Linked DNA regions of Sus scrofa: region 1 is linked to region 2. The links are chromatin contacts, called in public Hi-C maps. All regions are on one chromosome and are shown on one strand. The core of a region is the stretch at or near the end of the contact, and the rest is flanking DNA. Distances in the headings are between cores, read along the strand shown.

The links. A called contact is a pair of places that touch in the nucleus more often than the background predicts.
Region 1: a contact with region 2 is called in a Hi-C map of retroperitoneal adipose tissue, with 2.1 times the contacts expected there. The contact joins the enhancer-like site here to the promoter of P2RY6 in region 2. A contact is called at or near these places in 9 of 47 Hi-C or Micro-C datasets (embryonic fibroblasts, heart right ventricle, mesenteric adipose tissue and 4 more).

What each region holds. Positions count from the first base shown.
Region 1 is chr9:7,846,190-7,848,889 of Sscrofa11.1, forward strand. It overlaps RELT (tumor necrosis factor receptor superfamily member 19L), which reads left to right. Exons shown (of 11, transcript XM_003129644.5): 5 at 24-103; 6 at 693-953; 7 at 2,090-2,170; 8 at 2,397-2,478; 9 at 2,640-2,700. Among named protein-coding and RNA genes, the nearest start is that of RELT, 14 kb to the left of the region's middle. Within about 2 kb of position 1,437, at least 18 of the 83 cell types and tissues checked have an H3K27ac peak or open chromatin away from gene starts, as enhancers often do. A contact at or near this core is called in retroperitoneal adipose tissue and skeletal muscle, where this site is marked.
Region 2 is chr9:7,749,404-7,752,103 of Sscrofa11.1, forward strand. P2RY6 (pyrimidinergic receptor P2Y6) reads left to right here and starts at 1,293. Exons shown (of 4, transcript NM_001244296.1): 1 at 1,293-1,418. LOC110255395 (a long non-coding RNA gene) reads right to left here and starts at 2,642. Exons shown (of 4, transcript XR_002335528.1): 1 at 2,440-2,642.

The DNA of each region.
Region 1 (2,700 bases), core at 187-2,686, 97 kb after region 2:
AGTAACGTCTTCCCTGTTTGCAGGTGGTTTGCCCCTTCCCAGGTCCCGGGTGTTCCCTGTCAGCCGTGCTCCTGGACGCCTCTGGGTCCTCGGGGCTGTTATGGTGAGTGGCAGGTGGGGGCTAGGACTGGTGGGGGCACGGGGAGGGGTCTGGCAAGCTTGAGCCCACGGGCCCTTGCAGTGTCCACTGGGGCAGTGCGGTCCTCACTCCCCTCGCCCCAGGGAGGGTGTGTGGCCAGTGGGTGTCCAGCAGGATGTGGTCGGTTGGTCTGTCTGCCTACTCCGTCTCTGAGTGCCAGAGACCGGCCGGCAGGTGGCTGCCCCAGCTGGCACTCCCATCCTGACCACTGTCTCTGTCCCCTCCCAAGGGCACACACCCCCTTTCTGGGGCTGAACCAGTCACCTTCAGAGGCAGCTGACTCATAGGCCAGGTGGTGGGGAGGCAGGATCCAGGGTCCCTGGTCCCTCTGCTCACCTCTCTGGCCCATCCTGAGGGATGGACAGGGGGCTCGGGGTCTGTGTCCTGACTGATCAGAGCGCCAAAGGGGGGGGTGAGTTGGCCTTTGCTGCGCCAGCCCCGTGGGGCGTGGGTGGCTCTGGACACGTCTGTGCCACGCCCCGCGCAGTGACTCGGGCCCTGGGCCTGTCTGCCTCTGTCTGTCTTCCCTGCCTCCATCCTCTGTGGTGCTCAGAGCGTGGGCAGCGCACCCGACGTGGCGTGGAGGTGGCAGCAGGGGCCAGCGGCGCAGGGGAGACGCGGCAGCCCGGGAACGGCACTCGGGCCAGCAGTGCCGAGGAGACGGCGGCCCAGTACGCGGTCATTGCCATCGTGCCCGTCTTCTGCCTCATGGGGCTGCTGGGCATCCTGGTGTGTAACCTGCTCAAGCGGAAGGGCTACCACTGCACCGCCCACAAGGAGGTGGAGCCTGGCCCCGGAGGCGGTGGAGGCAGCGGTGAGGCCCGCCTGGGCTCGGGTGCGGAGGCCAGAGGGCACGGGCTGGCCTGGCCCGCCCGGCCCTGCTTGGGGGCTGCCAGAGGGAACCTGCTGGGCCTGGAGGGTCTGACCGGGAGAGGGCTAATCAGGAGGGCTTTCTGGAGGTGCTGCATGCGGGCTGTGAAGAAGACAGAATGACCAAGGGAAAGGAAGGGTGAGGTGCCCGAAGGGGACAGCGCCGGCAGAGCAGAGGCCAGTGGCTTCAGCGGCTCCCTGGGAGAGGCCCTGCCCACTGGGGGAGTCTGAACTTCTCGGGGGCTGTAGTCATGTGTGTGGTTCACGGGTTGGCCTGCCCTCTGGGTCCTCAGGCTGACCTCTGACCTCTGGCTGAAGGGCTGGCAGGGCAGCCTTGCTGGATGGGCACCGCGAGGCTCAGGTTTCAGCTCCAGGCTGTGGTTTGAGTTACGAGCCCTGGAACCAGAGGGAGAGACTCGCTCCTTCTGCCCCACCCCCTCCCTGGGGCCTGGGCCCCGCCTGCACATGAACTGCTCGCAGAACCTGGTGGCCGCGTCAAGACTGAGTGGCGCCTCCCGTGCCAGCAGCCATCCTAGCCCTGACACTGCGGTCTGCAGCAGGCAGAGGGGACAGGAGCATCAGGCACGCAGACAGGTGGCCACTCAGGCCAGTTTTGCCTGGAACCGCACTTGTTTTCCCAGCCTCGGACTCCCTTTAGCTGCTGCCTGCCGCGCGGGTGCCTGTCCTAGGAGCTGTTTGCTGCTGGCTCAGAACTGTGTGGCCTGTTCTCGTGCCTTTGAGCTTGAGCCCTAGGCCGAGCAAGGGCCCTCAGTGACGTAGACAGGGCGCTGTGGAGGGAGGTGAGAGGCCTGGAGTCCGCCGGGGCTGCTGGAGGCTCTGGGCAGAGAGGCTGGACCCCCCTCTCTGCAGGGACGTGTAGTCCAGGTGGCCCTGAAGCCCCTAAGCACCTGGGGATGCAGCGAGGGTGATAACGGGCTTCCCAGAACCAGCGGGGAGGCCGTGGCCGCCACACACGCTGGGCTGGGGCGCCCTCTGCTGCCACATCCCGGTGCAGCCTGTGCGCCCAGGACGGCCCCTCCCCGCCTCCTTCCCTAGGATCAAGGCTCTTCTCTTCCTCAGGGATCAACCCTGCCTACCGGGCCGAGGATGCCAACGAGGACACCATCGGGGTCCTGGTGCGCCTGATCACAGAGAAGAAAGGTGAGGGAAGGGGCCCCCCATCTCCTGGGGCCCTCGCTCCCTGCCGCCGGCCGCTTCAGGCCAGCCCGGCCCTGGCTGACCAGCGCTGCGGAGGGAGCTACCCCTTTCTCCCTGTGCTCGCTTGGGACGGGGAGGAAAAGGGACACGGCCTGGGCAGGGGAGGAGGGGGCCGGGGGCCGGGGCCCCTCGCGGCCCAGAGCCGGGTTCTGACCGCAGCTGCCCCCAGAGAACGCGGCGGCCCTGGAGGAGCTGCTGAAGGAGTATCACTGCAAGCAGCTGGTGCAGACCAGCCACGGGCCTCTGCCCAGGTGAGTGGGCAGTGGGGCCAGGGGGCCCTGACCCCAGGTAGTCAGCCTGCCTCCTGGGAACTCACCGTGTGGGTGTGTCCCCTCCCATCACTCCCGTTCCCCCTCTCCCTCCTGGGCCTGGCCTGCCCCAGTGACCCCCCCCCCCCGCCATGTCCTCACAGACCGGCTCCCCGCCCGGCCAGCATGCCGCACATCTGCTCATACCGCCACCACCTCCACACG
Region 2 (2,700 bases), core at 43-2,542:
CAGAGACCCCCTCATACCAGCTCCAGGGACAGGGGTTTATTGGAAGGTCTGGGATCTCCCAGGGCCCTGGGCAGGAGGTGCTACAGCCCCAGGGCCTTGGACTTGGGAAGCCGGCCGCTGTGAACTGTCCCTCTGCTGGCAGGGCTGCCTGTGGCCGCTGCTCTCTGGGCCCCTGTGCTCAGGCCACACTTCCTCACCCTGAGGCTGCCCTGTGACTTCTCAGCCCTCTGCCCACCAGGTCGCCCTGATCTGAGACCTCGTCGTACGTGTGCCCAAGAGAGACCCTCTTGCTTGCTTTGCCAGGCCTCAGCTTCCGCACCTACAAGGTGGGGCGGTCGCTGTGAAGAGTGAATGAGAGGCAGCCTGGGAAGCATTTTGGCACGTTGACAACATCTGCCCCGACTGGGGTGGGAGAACACGAACTCCCTGATGGGCAGCTGGGGCCTGGGGCAGAGCAGAGCCGCAGGAGATGCAGGTGTCTGCTGCGCCCAACCTCTAGAGGCCAGAGAAAAACTGAGGGGAGCAGCCTCAACCCCCACATTCCCTGAAGCTGCAGCTTCCCCTTCCTTGCGCTCAAAATGGATTGTTTCAGTTCCAGCTTTAATTCCCATCGAGCAGGAGGTGAGAAGGGGAAGTGGAAAAAGAGAAGAGAAATCAGATTCCCTCCCTCCCTGTGCCCTCCTCTGCCAAGTTTGTCTGCTTGTGTGGCCAGCCGGATACCACAGGTGAAACCAAAACTCCTCCAGGAGGGGGTGGCTCTGCCCTCGGCCCTCAGTTTTCTGGGTGCCAGGCAGGCCCTGGCCTCGGGCATCAAGCCATTTTTCAGGTGGAGATTCAGGCTCAGAGAGGGTAGGTGGCTCACCCTGGGTCACACAGCAAGTTGGTGATGAATCGTAGGCTGTCTGACTCCTCAGGGGAAGGAAGCCAGGTCTCGATCTCTGTCATCCTGTGCCCTTGGTACTAAGCTCGGAGGCCAGGGGCCGACAGGGGGGTTTCCAGGCCGTGTTTCCCAGAAGGCAGGCAGGCCAAGGTTAGGAGGCCTTTTCCCACGTCCAGCCTGGTCTGAACTGGTTCCTGGCTGGCTGGCAGACGGTGACTCAGGCTTCCAGCTCCTACCTCTGGCTGTCAGGCCTCCTCATCCCTTCCAGATACGAGGGCCGTGGGGACGGGTTCGGGATGGGAAGAGGCTGCAGAGTCATGGGTATCCTGAGACCATAGGATCCGAGCAGCCCACGGAGCTTCGGCCCCGGTCAGCTCTTCCTTCCATCTAAACGGAATCGCTTCTGCTGCAGGCGCAAACCAACCCCGTGCCTTGTTGCCTGAATTGAAACCTGAATTGAAAGCGGAACCAGCAGAGGTTGACCCCTTGCGGGGTGAGGGGCGTCAGTGTTCCTCCCGATGGTGCACCTGGAGTGGAGGTGGGTGCTGAACGCCTGGTGTCAGGGAAATGCTCCCTGGCAGCCGGACAGACTCCACACTAGGCCTGCGCCCTGCCAGGGTCCCCGGTGGCTCCTGAGAGCCGTATCGACTGGATGTGGGATCTGAGAACAAGGCTTGATTTCATCTGGGCCTAAGTGGGAGAAGGGCTGGGAACTGGGTCCGGAGGACCTGAGGTTGGGAACCCAGCTCTGAGCTTGCTCGGTGCCAGCCCTGCAGGGGAGGCCCCCTCTGTGTATTGACCTGCCCTCAGCCCTCATCAGTTGCCCCCCACCGCCCCCCCTGCTGCCCCGGGCAGTCTCCTGGCGCCATCTCCTGGCCAAAGGCCCTTATTGCAGGGAAGACATTCCTGGCGGAATCCTCTGGAGTGGGGAGCAGGGGAGCAGGGACTTTGGGGGACAGTGGAAAAGGGGGTGTAGAGTGAGAAAGATCTTGTTGAAGTGCCCCCAGACTGGGACACCTCAGGACACTCACTAGCCCTTCCTGAGCCTTAGTTCCTTTATGGGTACCATGCAAAGTATCACCCCACGACTGCCTGCCCAGAACTGCAGGTGAAACATGTGACACGGGGTGGGCGGTTGAGAAATCAGTGTCACCTGGTGCTGAAGACCTGAAACCACCGGACACTAGGGTGACCCGAGGGAGCCCAGGGCAGGGCCTGGAATTGATTCACTGCCCTGACAAACGCTGGCTGCAAGGGCGGCCCACACACATGGTTTCGTTTAGTTCTGACAGCAGCCTGTGTCCGCACCAGTGATCCCTCTCATCTTACAGATGAGAAAACCACACGAACAGTGCAGCTATTCAGAGAAGGTGCGTGGAAGTGTCCCAGGCAGAGGAGGCAGCCCGGGAAAGGCCCCCGGAAAGCCCGGGGCGGGGGCAGGCTGGCAGCCGGGGGCCCCGGCAGGCTTGGGAGTAGAGCAGTGGCCCCTGGGCTCTGCTTGAGGTTTTGAGGCCCATCCCCTCGGGCTTCCCATCTGAGCCCCTCTTCGCACAACTCACCCCACGCTCTGGCGGCGACACTTGCTCTTCATTTCTCGCTCAGGGTAGACTCGTCCCCTGCCTCCATGCCCCGGCCTGGCCTGCCCTCTTCATGCTTTTTATGTGTCCAAGTTCCCGCAGCCTTTTATTTTATTTCATGTCACTTGATTTTGTTTTTCCTTTTTTGGCAGTCCCACAGCATATGGAGTTCCCCGGGCCAGGGGTCAGATCCGAGCCACAGATGTGACCCATGCCACAGTTGTGGCAAAGCTGGATCCTTTA